2 separate regions of the Mus musculus genome follow, and region 1 is linked to region 2. Evidence: chromatin contacts called from public Hi-C data. All regions are on one chromosome and are shown on one strand. Each heading gives the region's core, a stretch centred on a gene start, on an enhancer-like site or on the middle of the called end of the contact. The rest is flanking DNA. Distances are from core to core; before and after follow the strand shown. Region 1 overlaps Tbl1xr1 (transducin (beta)-like 1X-linked receptor 1). Region 2 has its middle 24 kb from the start of Gm31813.

What was found. Hi-C and Micro-C count contacts between places; a contact is called where the count stands out from the background.
Region 1: a contact with region 2 is called in a Hi-C map of liver, with 2.0 times the contacts expected there. The contact joins two enhancer-like sites. A contact is called at or near these places in 1 of 15 datasets of contacts at CTCF or cohesin (the NIH/3T3 cell line), 8 of 484 Hi-C or Micro-C datasets (the G1E-ER4 cell line, cerebral cortex, granulocyte-monocyte progenitors and 1 more), 5 of 115 datasets of contacts at active chromatin or transcription factors (the SCID.adh cell line, bone marrow-derived dendritic cells, embryonic stem cells and 2 more) and 1 of 9 other capture datasets (embryonic stem cells).

The regions. Positions count from the first base shown.
Region 1 is chr3:22,184,183-22,190,232 of GRCm38.p6, forward strand. Tbl1xr1 (transducin (beta)-like 1X-linked receptor 1) reads left to right here. Exons shown (of 16, transcript NM_030732.3): 4 at 4,184-4,329; 5 at 5,586-5,808. Among named protein-coding and RNA genes, the nearest start is that of Tbl1xr1, 110 kb to the left of the region's middle. Within about 2 kb of position 4,704, at least 4 of the 459 cell types and tissues checked have an H3K27ac peak or open chromatin away from gene starts, as enhancers often do. A contact at or near this core is called in liver, where this site is marked.
Region 2 is chr3:21,985,304-21,992,044 of GRCm38.p6, forward strand. No RefSeq gene overlaps it. Among named protein-coding and RNA genes, the nearest start is that of Gm31813, 24 kb to the left of the region's middle. Within about 2 kb of position 1,733, at least 164 of the 459 cell types and tissues checked have an H3K27ac peak or open chromatin away from gene starts, as enhancers often do. A contact at or near this core is called in liver, where this site is marked.

The DNA of each region.
Region 1 (6,050 bases), core at 3,454-5,953, 200 kb after region 2:
CTTAATGCCATCTTGGTTAAGTAATTCAGAGGGTGTAATATTCATATGAACTATAAACTATTTAGTAGATTTGCCTTTGCCTGTTTCAGGGTGTGGAGAACACTAGGAATCAAACAAGCCAGGCCCTTGTGTGTAGGTGGTCTAGCACCAAGCTTACTCCTCAGTCCTTTATTTAAAAGTAAAATGTTGAGGGTGTATCTAGCGTGTATCTAGCGTGTATCCAGTGTGTGAGTGCTGTCCATGGCTCTGCAGACCTGAGCTCCCTACTTGGGTGCTGTTGTGTTCATTTAAGCTTCCCCTGGGGGCCAGGGAGGAGATACTTCGCTTGTCCTAGTGCCCTGTATGATAACCATGATAGTCAAGAACCATTTCTTTTTTTAAATTCTTGTCTTTTGTGTTTGCAAAGTATAGTAACCAGGCTGCTGAGAACTCATTATCTTCTTAAAGTCCAGCTTGTCCTTGGAAACACTGCTTGCTTAAACAAGCAGTAGGAAATCAGGAACTACATGATTGACTATACAATTCAGGCACACGTACACACTCACACATGTACAAATACATACCCTGCCACTGTTTGTCTGTTGATGGGCTTCTCTGCCTCCTGCTCTTAGGTATCCTACATGCGTTATTGAGGTACTACTTATATCAGACCGACTTTTACCTGTGAAAAGAAGGAATGCTGGCTTCAATGAGACAGATTTCAACAGTTTGCAGAATTAAGAAATTCCCTTTGCTCTTGTATAAATTTAACAACATTTTCTTCAAATAAGTGGGAACTTTTTTTTCTCCCCGAGACAGGGTTTCTCTGTATGGTTCTTTCTGGCTGTCCTGGAACTCACTCTGTAGACCAGGCTGGCCTCAAACTCAGAAATCCGCCTGCCTCTGCCTCCCGGGTGCTGGGATTAAAGGTGTGCGCCACCATACCTGGCAAGTGGGAACTTAAAGGGGAGCATAAACCTAGTTCAAGTTTTAGTGGGTTTTGTTTGGTTTTTAAACAATGACTGGTTTTTCTGGAGTGACCGATTGACCAATTTTTATACTTTGTAAAATGTGTTTTAATAGAGTAGCATTCTGATGAGATTATTATACAGGCAATTTACGAGTTTCTCAGAGTTAAAGGATTACTGTATTTGAACCCTTCCCTTGGCTGCCACATCAAAAAGCCAGAGTAGATTATTTGGTATTTACTGTGCATGTGTGGCTGCTAAGATTACAGGAGAAGCTAATTAGCCTGGGATAGATGACACGTAAGAAGACTGTTGGGCTCAGAGGCATGGGCTAGTGGAGCATGGCGAGGATACCAGATACCATTGGCCATCCCTTAGACTTAATGTGTGCACTGGAAACACTGGAGTTGTGGGGAGATGAAACTTTGGAGAAAGGTAGGACTAAGCTGCAGAAATGGCTGTACCTATGTTACAGGGCTTCATTGTGAAAGCTGAACTGATTACCAGTAGGGTTTGTTAAGTAATGCTGTCATCGTTCAGTTAGTGGTCAGGTAACTGAAGGGAGGAAGGGAGGGCAGATGGACGTAGGAGCAGGAACAGTTCAAACTGGGTGAGGAAGACTAGACTTTGTTCTAGATGACAAGGATAGGTTCAGAGATAGTCTTTTAACAGTTTTGGCTGTAGGAGCATTCAGCCTGACGGAGGTTGAACATGAGTGGCCAGAGGGGAAGTGGGGGTTTGTATTACTGACCTCGAGGTTAGTTGGACATTTCCAAGGAAAAGAGTTTCTACAAGGGAAACAAGAGTGGTTGTGATAGGCCAAAACTGAGTGACCCTGTGTATGTGAGTACTGTGGAGATGTGGAGATGGCATTCCAGTTCAATGGCTGGTCAGATGTGTACACATAGGCCTTTCTTGGGGTAGCAGGATGGAGAGGCCAGCTAGCCAGCCCCTGTTTCTGGTTGTTTCCTTGCTGTTTGGGATCACTCAGCACATTTGCAGTGTCTTGAGGCGCCCACTAGCCTTTCTCCACATCTGGCAAAACAAACCTTAAGCATGCTCAGCTTTCCTGCTCAAATTGAATTCTACCTGGTACTGCAAACACTTACATTCTTGGGCAGATCTTTGAACTTAAACTGGAAGAACGTTGGATAAGGCCTGAAATCTAATAGTGCTGACCAGTACTGCATTTGAGGAGAATGTAGAGAAAATAAAATTTTATTCATAACTATTTATTTTAACTATAAATGAGTAGAGTCACCTTCCCATCCTGGTTGTAAGGTTAGTAAGGTGTCCCAGTGTTTCATGGGATGGCCTGTCCTGTTTCTCAGTCCCTGACGACTGAGCAGTGATGGACTGCTGCTCTCTGCCGGATGTATAATCTTGCTCCCATAGTTTGGCTTTTTAAGAGAAGCAGGATGCAGAACGGATTTGAGTCTTTACAGTATCCTGTTTCCCAGCCTTAATTCATAATAGAGTGTAATCAGAATCTCATGTCCATAGGTTGTCTAGCACACAGTGCTTTCCCTAATGGCATCTTCTAGGTCAAAGGTTTTCCAGGGAGAAGAGCTTACTGAGGGCCTGTGTTTTGTTCCTTACACAGGAATCTCCTGTCTCCATGTCTCCAACTTGATCTCCTCACCTCCCGCCATTTTCCCTAGTGTTTCCAGTGCTTGGTCTTGCCTTTCTGCTGTGTGCCCTGCCAAACTCAGGACTTTGGAATTTCTGAAGGATAATGTTTCAGGATGGTGTCTTCCATCTCATGCCACATTTGCCTCAGCCACCTTTGTGATCTCTAGTTAAACACAAAACTCTTAAATATCCTTTATCACAAGCTAGTCTGTGGGTAAAATCATGAAGTTAAAAGCAAGATTTCTGAGAAATGTCTTTCTCCCTTCTCCCACTGTGGGCCATTAAGGCAGAAGTAGAAGCTTTGAGAACACAACCATGCATACATTAGCCACCCCTGAGCCTTTCCCAGTCAAGTGGTATCTGGAATCATGCAGTCTTTTAAAACTTGGTAAACTGTTATGGAATTTCAGTAAAGAGAGTGACCACCCTGTCCATTACTGGAACTTCACTTTGCTATCTGGACCAGATTTTTGTAACAGTATGAATGAGGCTAATATCAAGAGATTGGCTATGTACCCTCATGTTTTTAAGTATTTTTTCTTTAATTATTTAATTTTTAATTACTTAATTTTGTGGCCCAATCCTCCACTGGAATATGGTCGGTAGTCTGCTTGTCCCCTGAGTGCTGGAACTAATTGTTAAAGGAGGCCTAGGAACTGTACTTTCATCTTGTAGTTCTTTATTTAGAGCCGGGTGATAGAGGCACACAACTTTGATCCTAGCACTCAGCAGTCAGAGGCAGGCACAGATTTCTGTGCGTTTAAGGCGAGTTTGTTCTGAAGAGTGAGATCCAGGATAGCCAGGGCTATACAGAGAAACCTTATCTTAGAGAAACAACAACAAAAACTTTAGATGAGTTATTACGTAAAATAGTAATATTTTTTTAGTCACTAAATATATATAAAAATAATGTATGAATTCAGTTACAATTTGATGTATATTTCCTTTGGAAACAGTTTCATACAGCCCAGGTTGCTCTTACGTAGTCAAAGATAATCTTGAAGTCCGATCTTCCCACCTGTTCACTTCTGCGTGCTGGCAGTATGGGTGTGCACCATTGCACACAGCTTGGCAGTGTTGCTCCCAGAATCTAAATGCATGGTAGGCAGGCACTGCTGGCCCACTCACATCGGCTGCCCCAGGCTGCGTTATTTTGTCTTGTTTGTGTTGTTTTCTAGTTTGGATTTATTTCCTAAGTCTTTTTTTTTTTTTTTTTCAATATGCCACAGAACTATGATGTGTCGCATGAATCTTGGTTTGCTTTTGTCTCATGAGGCAGGTGAAGTGTGTTGTAGCTCACAGCTTCTCAGGGTTTGGCATTTGATGCATTTTCTTGAGGAAAGTTGTATTACTGTTGTACAGTTAGAAAACCTGAAGACATGCAACCCATTAGAAGCCACATGTACAGTAGCCGAGAGCAAGGGAAAGTAAAAGGCTGGCAAGTTTCTCTTTTAATATTTTTATTTTCAATCATTTCTTAGTTGTCCATTTACACCGTCAAGTGATGATATGTAATTATAAAAGATAACAAAGTTTTTTCTGTTTGTAATTTAATGTGATGTTACTAGCAACATAAGTTCTCACAGTGTTTCCTTTGCTTTTAGGATTTTCTCATTCTGCGTTTACCTTTGGTATAGAGAGCCATATAAGTCAGTCCAACATAAATGGTGCCCTGGTTCCACCCGCTGCACTCATCTCTATCATCCAGAAAGGCCTGCAGTATGTAGAGGCAGAAGTTAGCATAAATGAGGTAAGGCAGATGAGTTCCATTTCAAACACTGATTCTGATTCTTAAATGTGGTTGTTTATTGAGTATCTGACCTTGACTTCATGGGTTCAGACAGATTAAAATTATTCTTCATAACTGTACTGGTCTTCATACCAGCGGATAATTTCTGTAGACTATTCCTCTGCGTGTGTGTGTGTGTGTGTGTGTGTGTGTGTGTGTGTGTGTATGTATGTAAGCAAAGGAAATCATGTTTAACACATAAGTAATTTGGCTGGAGAGTACTAAGAACAAACTGATGGCAAGGACATAAAAAAACACTGTTAGTTTCATGTACCCTGATGTTGGAAGCCAATTTATTTATAATTGATGCCAACATTGATTCTCAGAGCTTCGTGTCCAAGGTTCATGTGGAAGTAGTGTGTTTATTTCTGGTGTTGGCATGCTACTTGTGCCTGAGGCCATCTTACCTGCTCCCTGATTCTATAAATTAGCTTTGTAGCACAGCCGAGCTCATTTAGTTCTGGACTGTCACTGGGTAGCTGCTGGGAACATGAGGCGCTGTAACAAGGACCTTACAGCCTTTAAAGCATTCATAAGCACACACTGCATGTTCTTTCTGAGTAGAACTTTGTTGTAGCTACAATGTTTAGTGTATGGCCGGAATATGTAGAGGTAAACACATGCCCTCCCCCCCCCCCCCTTTTTTTTTGTAAAAGTAAATGAAAAGATTTTAGCTGTTTAAAGTAGTCCAGTTCCCTTTTGGTATCCTCAGCGGTGGGTTACCACATTGCCACAGTTAGCATTATCTGTGGGTCCCTTCATTTACTCCTAATGTCAAGTTTGTGTATCACACACATCTAGATGACTTCTGTGTATGATCATCCTGTAATGTTTAGAGAAAACCAGTAAGGTCAAGATCTGCTCCCGGTCAGTACAGGTGCTTTCCTTTATTCCAAGGCCTGGATCCCGTGGTATGACATATTCATATTGGTCAGTGTTTTTTACTAACAGCTTTTCTTACCTGGATGTTATACATTATCATTTTATTATCTTTAAGCTTTTGTGAATGGCCTCTTGTATTGGTTTGTCTTTGTGCAGAGTTCAGCAGGACCTCAGTGACAGTTGGTGGCTGTTTGCATCTTTGTCATTCTTGCCCCCTTCCTCCTTCTTGCTCACGTTCACGGTTTCCTTAGAATGAAGTTGTTCATTTTGTTAATGGAATGTTTGTTAACCTCATGACTACATCTCATTTTTCTTTCCCGGTTTTCCAACCCCAGGATGGCACCTTATTTGATGGTCGACCCATCGAGTCTCTGTCCCTGATAGATGCTGTTATGCCCGATGTAGTCCAAACAAGACAACAAGCCTACAGAGACAAGCTTGCACAGCAGCATGCAGCCGCAGCCGCTGCCGCTGCTGCCGCCACTAACCAGCAAGGATCTGCAAAAAATGGAGAGAATACAGCAAATGGGGAGGAGAATGGAGCACATACCATCGCAAGTGAGCCGAGAATGCTTGGAGATGCTCAGCACACACTACTGTTCTCCATTGCCCCATCCTTAGAGCTGTACTGATAGCCAGTGTTTGTCTTTACCCCCCAACATGCTTCGCTTAGTCAGGGTTTCTATTCCTGCACAAACATCATGACCAAGAAGCAAGTTGGGGAGGAAAGAGTTTATTCAGCTTACACTTCCATACTGCTGTTCATCACCAAGGAAGTCAGGACTGGAACTCAAGCAGAT
Region 2 (6,741 bases), core at 483-2,982:
ACCACAATGAGATCATATCCTGATAAGCCCCTCAGTAGATGAAAATATCACTTAACACCCATCACCTACTGGACAAACCAGCTAAGCAACCATGCTGGAGAGTATTGGTTGCTCACATTTGTGATCCCAGGCTGACCACAAACTGAGAGTACGGTGCCACTGCCCACTGTAAGTCATACCCCAAGAGGAAGATCAAAGCTCAACAACCCAAAAGAAATAAAAAAAAAATCACTAAAGCCAACCACTTTAGCTGTCAACATAAAATAGTTTCATTAGTTGGAAAGTAAAAAACAAAACAAAACAGAACAAAAACCTGGAGAATGAACCAAATTGGAGAACATTCTAGAAATCTCTCCAGAGTCTGCTTTTCCGATGTGTATGGAATCTGTGTTGGTTTTCGTTGTTGTTATTTGCCTTGGTTTTTAGTTTAGTGAGTATTACCTAGGCCTAGATGACCCTTCTAATTACATAGTTGAGGAGAACCAAGAACACTGATTCTTCTTCCTCTACCTCCAAAATTAGAGGATCACAAGAATGTGTTACAGTTCCTTACTTACATGGTGCCGAGACAGATGCCAGCGCTTCGTGAATGCAAAGCAAGCACTCTACAACTGAGTTATATGCCCCGTCCCAGCACTTAAGTTACTGAGGCAGCATATAAGGCCTCTCCAAAGATTCCAAGAGTGGTGTAGAAACCTCTGAGGGTTTTTGTCCTATCCACAGCTAGACAACTAGACACTCTGCTCATCACCCAGGGTATCAGCTTGGAAGCCTGGGTCTGGATTAACTTTTATGAGCCCTACTGTTGATCCTACTGGGAGAGAATAGGACCATTATCCCAATTTTTGAGCCAAAATTAAAGTAAGTTTTATTAAATGCTGGCCAAGACTATGGACTCTACCCAGATCCATACTCAGGATTCCCAGAAAACGGCCTCACACTGTGCTAATCTGGTGATTATAAAGGCACAACCTACAAGGCTGTGTATTTGCTGCCTTGGGGGTAAGCATACATCCTGCCTATGTACTTCCTGGTCCATGTGATTAAGGACATCCTGAGAAGTTGAAGCAACCAACCTTGTTTACAGAAGTGAAAACATTTTCATGGCTTGTTATCTTGCATGAATAGTAGCCCCCAGAATCCAGGAAGTTATCTGTCCGTGGGCAGAGAAAGTTATCTGCATTATAGGTTAGAGACATTTTTGTTTTATAGATCCCTTCAGCACAGGAATTAAAACTTAAAATATAACTTTAGCCCTCACAGTTGGAGTATATCATTTACCAAGCTGTAAAGGGCAATTAGGTTGTCTGATTTCACAAGACCAGGTTCACCGGATGGTGTCCAGCTTCCCCTGGTGAATGAGTGACCAGAACGAAAGCACTCTTCACCTCTGCTGAACTTGGATCCTTGAAGGTGGGGCTGACTAGAGTTACCAGGCTGTACAATGCTGTCTGGCCACATCTTGGAGCTGGGCACATTTCTCGTCCTCCCCTCAGGGAGGGGTTTATAGTACAGGCAGTTTTTTCAAAGAGGAACATTTCCTTAAACAGGACACCTTAGGCTTATCTGTTGTAGGAGAACAATTAACACAAGCTTTGTGAAGATCTGCAATTGAGAAAACACTGAGTTCCAAGCCAAGTCCAGTCACTTACACTGGCAGAGTCCATTCTCAGAGTCATCAGAGGTACGGGGTGTTCTCTAGGACTTGGTCCTGGTCCTGAGTTAGCACAGAGGCAAATAGTCCTTGCCTAAGAGTTGATGTTCCAGGAAAAAGTAGATGTGTGGTTGCCAGGATGACTATCTCCAACTCAGCTGGGTTTATTTTCGTCTGCCATTTTAAGAAGATGTTGGCTCAGGGGACAGACACATTCTGTACCAAGCCAACAGGTACCCTGCCAAAAATTCTGTGTCAAAAGCTGATGATGAGGGCTGAGGGATGTATGTCAGTTGGCAGAGTACTTGTCGAATGAGCACAAAGACCTAGGATCAATCCCCAGCACTGTGTAAAGGGATTGTGGTGGCACATATCTGCAAGGTCATCCTAAACTATATAGAAATATCAAAGGAAACCAGACAACTTGAGACCCTGATTTAAAACAAGGGAAAGGACTGAATAAAATAAATAGCCTCTGATATTTGGGCATTTAAATTTGTTGTTGTTGTATTTTTCCTGATTTCAGAACTCTTGCTGGAACAATCTCTACATTATGGTTGACTGTAGAAAGAGCTTCCAAGTTAGCGAGCTGAACCTCCTACAGATGAGGGTTAGAGGAGTAAGTATCTCCTCAGGAACTAATGCACGTGATTATGGGGCCTTACTAAATCTAAACTTCTCGGGTCAGCATCAGTCTTTAGTAAGACCTTCAGCTGACTAGACGGAACCCACCATGTCATAAAAAGTATTCTTGCTGCACAAAGAATCCATTGGTTTTCATGTTAATCTCACCCAAAGATGTTACAGAAACATCTAAAATAATGCTTGACTGAATATGCAGCCCCATAGCCCAGCCAAGTTGAGATGCAGAATGACTCACGCTGGTTTCTAAACACCTGCCAGTCTCCTACAGCCTCTGACACCATTAACCACAAAGGGGAGGGGGGGGGGAGGTTTTCTCTTTCCCTTACCCATCTCACTGTTAGTCTAGACTCACTACCAAAACCAGACATGAATATTGGGCTCTTACTGTGAAAGCAGAAGGTGCAGAGAAAGTTCCCTTCACACAGTTGATCAATAGCATTAGAAGTAACAAGAAATGAGAAAATTCACATGGTCCAAGTCGTCAGGCTCCTAACACACACAGCATGCTCTGCTCGGGGCCTTCCCTAGCCTACACACTTGCCTGGAAGGCAACAACTCCTTTTCAGTTCCTTGAGCTGTGGCTTTTCTTCCCCAAATCTTCTCTCATGTTCCTTTCCTCCAGGGAGGGTGGTTGTGACATCTGCACACAGAGACGCCGTGGGAGGCAACAGCTTCGTCCGTTGGAGTTTAAAGTCTAACGCAAACCCTGAGCCGTTATCTCACTATCCACTGTTACATAAGGAAACAGTCTTGACTGACACCCCTTTCTGTGGTCATGAGTTGTTTCCTCATTGCTCTTCCCTCAGCAGTCTCACCTTTAACCCAGGAAGTGAGGAGAACATGTTTCTGCCATGTGTATGTACCTTAGGCCTGAATAAAGCAGGGCTTTCATTATTTTAGATTGAACTAAAGAAGATTTAGCTACCTTGAAAAGCAACACTCACAAGGGGTTTCCACTAATAGCGATCCTCATCTCACTGTGAATGGGTATATAGTCATGCATGGTGTCTTGAGGACTCCTTTGATAGAATGATATAATCGACAGAACATGTAGACCCTGAGGCACTATGTGGAGCACACATCAGCAGGAGTACACACCTAGCTTGTTTCCAGTATTCAGTTTCTTACTCTCCCAGGCTGCACCTTCACTATGATGATAAGCACACTTCCCACCCACATGTGAAGGCCCTGATCCATGGCACCTGTGGAGACAGCCACAGACCATCACTCTTCTTCACAGCCCATAGCCGTGCCAGGAAGTCCGAGTTGAAATCTGTTCTCAAATGTTCTCATCCGTTCCATGGAATCATGTATTTCTGGTAAACATCTCTTCTTCTACTTAGACCAAGCCAGTGAGGGACTCAGCCAACACAGAAAGAAGAGCAGAAGGAGAATACAGACAACCCTCCCATTCTCAACGGTCAGCATTCAAGGCCCAGTGACATCTTGGCTCTTCCTGGATCTCATTTGTCAGTGCTTCCTGGAAGTCTATACAGTAAAACAAAGTGTGCATGTCTGCAGTGTCCGTCCAATAAATGCCATCTCTATATAGGTTGGTTAGTAATAGGTTTCTAACACCTGAGAAAACAGGAGGAGAGAGGGAGGCAAATCCTGGAAATTATATTATGAGGCATTCTTTGGTGCTTAGATTATGTGCAGAGAGTTAAATGAGATCATTAACATAAAATTTGTCATTTGTAAAGTGAAATTCATAGCTATGATTCTGTAGACATCTTTAACTAGGAGTAAAAATGATTCCTTAAAGACTAACAGATTTGTCATGCTTTATCATTTTCTTATTTTTATAAAAAATATTCCAAGACTGAGTCTCATATATTCCAAGTCTGGCCTCAAACTTACTGTGAGGCTCAAACTTACTGTGAGGCTGAGGATGGCATGGCCTTCTTACCTCTACCTTACAAGAGTTGGAATTACAGGCATACAACACCACTTCCTACAATGCTGGCACTGAAGCCAGGGTTGCACGCTATGCAGACAAACACTCAACCAACTAAGCTACATATCCATTCTCTTCACAATACATTATCTCTATCGCTGGTTCCCAAGGGTCTCAGATAATATAAATTAATCCTTAGATTCATGGGATCTTGAGTACAAAGCAACGTGTGCATGTGTGTTGTATACGTGTAAGAAAATGTCATGATCAAGCTTGTTAGTGCATGTTAATAAAGAAAATCAACACGTGCTACAGAAACAGACTAACAGCATTTAATGAACTGTTTATATGTCTCATGTATATTTAATGCCTGTCCTCACAGGTGTTTAGAATCAGCAAGACAAACTTCTAAAGGCAATTGTATCTACCTCATTAACTCAAATTAATTGTAGTATTATATTTCTTTGCTTTGAGGCTTGAATGAAATCAGCTCAGTCTAGCAACTGACTAAGTCACATTCCTTAGAGATTCTGATTGGCTGCTATTGATGCTGCAGGCATTTCTCAGAGGAAACTTACTTGTTGGATGGGTGTGCATGCAGGAAAAGCTAGATGGCCAAACTTAAGGAATCTTTAGCAGGAAATGTCTCCTATAGCTTGGTATGTTTATGTAATTTTGCTTGGTTTCACTGTCCAGCAATTATCATTTTATTTACTAGGGGAAAAGTCAGAGTATGGGGTTCGGGTGGTGAGGGAATAGTAACTTCAGGTCATTGGTCTAACATAGTACAGAAGGGTCCTTTTGTATACTCCCCTCAATACTAACTCTGAGGCATAAGTGCTAAAAAGAAAAAAAAAAGTTGCATGTAAAACTAGCCCATTGAAGAGGGGAGAGGGGTGGTTCAGGGTGTAAAGTTACTTATCACGAAAACCTGACAAGCTGAGCTTGAGTTCATTTGGTGCCCATGTAGAGGGGAGGAAATAAATGATTCCACAAAGTTGCCTTATGACTTGCACATACACACAAAATGAAAAAAAAACCCACATGTAATTTTTTAAAGGGCCAAGTTTACGTGGTTAACATTGAGACAAATAGATGCCGTTGTTTTTTACTAGAGGAATTCTCAGAGACTTGAACATTTCATGTTTTGTGACTCTCCACAAAGTCGTTAGCATGTAACCCAGGTTGATCCATTAAAGGCATTTGGTGAGCCCAGTAGACCGTAAAATATACTTTGAGAAATCTTGGCCCTAATAAAGTCTCAACTGGGAACTCCCCATTTCTTTTAGTTTGTTTGTTAGGGCTTTGGTTTTGGTTTTTTGAAACATGGTCTTCCTATGTAACCCCTTGCTTAGCTATAAATATCCCCCTGCCTCAGTCTCCTAAAGTGCCAGGATTACAGGCATGAGTCATCATCCTCCTCAACCTAACAGAGCTTCTTAATTCGCTTAAGAGGCCCACAAGTAGAATTTCACTGGAGCTGGTCTTGTCTCCTGGCAGGGCTCGTGAAATTAGAGTCACTTCATATGCACACTCGAAGACTTTGGTGTGCACTTAACATCTCTTTATTTCTATTATCAAAGTGTTATTTCTAGGACTGGGAATGGAAACCAGGTGCCGAGAGTACTCACAAAGAATTCATGAAGCCCTGGGTTCTATCCCTAACCCCTCACAAAACAGATACAGTGAGATAGCCCTGTAACTTAAAAACTCACTCGTTAGAGGTGGGTGGATCTGAAACAGAAGCTATCATCTACACAGCAAGTTTGAAACTAACTTGGACTACGTGACCCCTGTTGTGTTGTTATTCTTCTTGTTGTTGTTTGTTAAAAAAAAAAGAAAAAGTGAATTCTAGGTGAGCCAGGGCTACATATTGGAATACACACACACACACACACACACACACACACCGAAAAGACTATTTTAGAGATGGAGAAATGGCTTGGTAGGTAAAGCTTGCTGCACAAGCATGAGAATGTGAGTTTGGATCCCAGCACCCACAGAATGCAGTGGCATGCAACCATAACCCCAGTGCTGAGGATTAGAAACAGGGGGATCCCTGGGGCTTGCTGACCGTCTAGTCTAAACAAATTGGTGAATCCAGATTTAGTGAACAGCACTGTCTCAAAAACAAGGTGAGAGTGAAGAGGACCCCCGGCTTACACACATGCACACATGTGTGAGTACACATTAAGTACCTTGGGAGAAATGAATCCATAGTGCAAGAGGATGCCCTACCCGAGTCACAGCCTGCGCTACGGGGAAGCCTGGTACAGTCCTGAGAAGTCAGGCACAGAGCCAGGAGCTTGGTCCCCCTGCCTTTAAGAACTACCAATGCAGAGGCCACCCCACTGAGTTCTACTCTGTGGCCCCAGTGGTTTCTCTTTCTTGATCACCACGAAGGCTGCTGTGTGCCCACATTAACTCCCCCCCCACCCCCACCCCCCGACTTCCTCTTTCTTTTTCTGTTCCTTAACTTCTCTTGTGCCACCTCCTCCACCTGCTTTCTTAATTTCCTCTTCTCTGCTCGTAATCTAAATGTGAG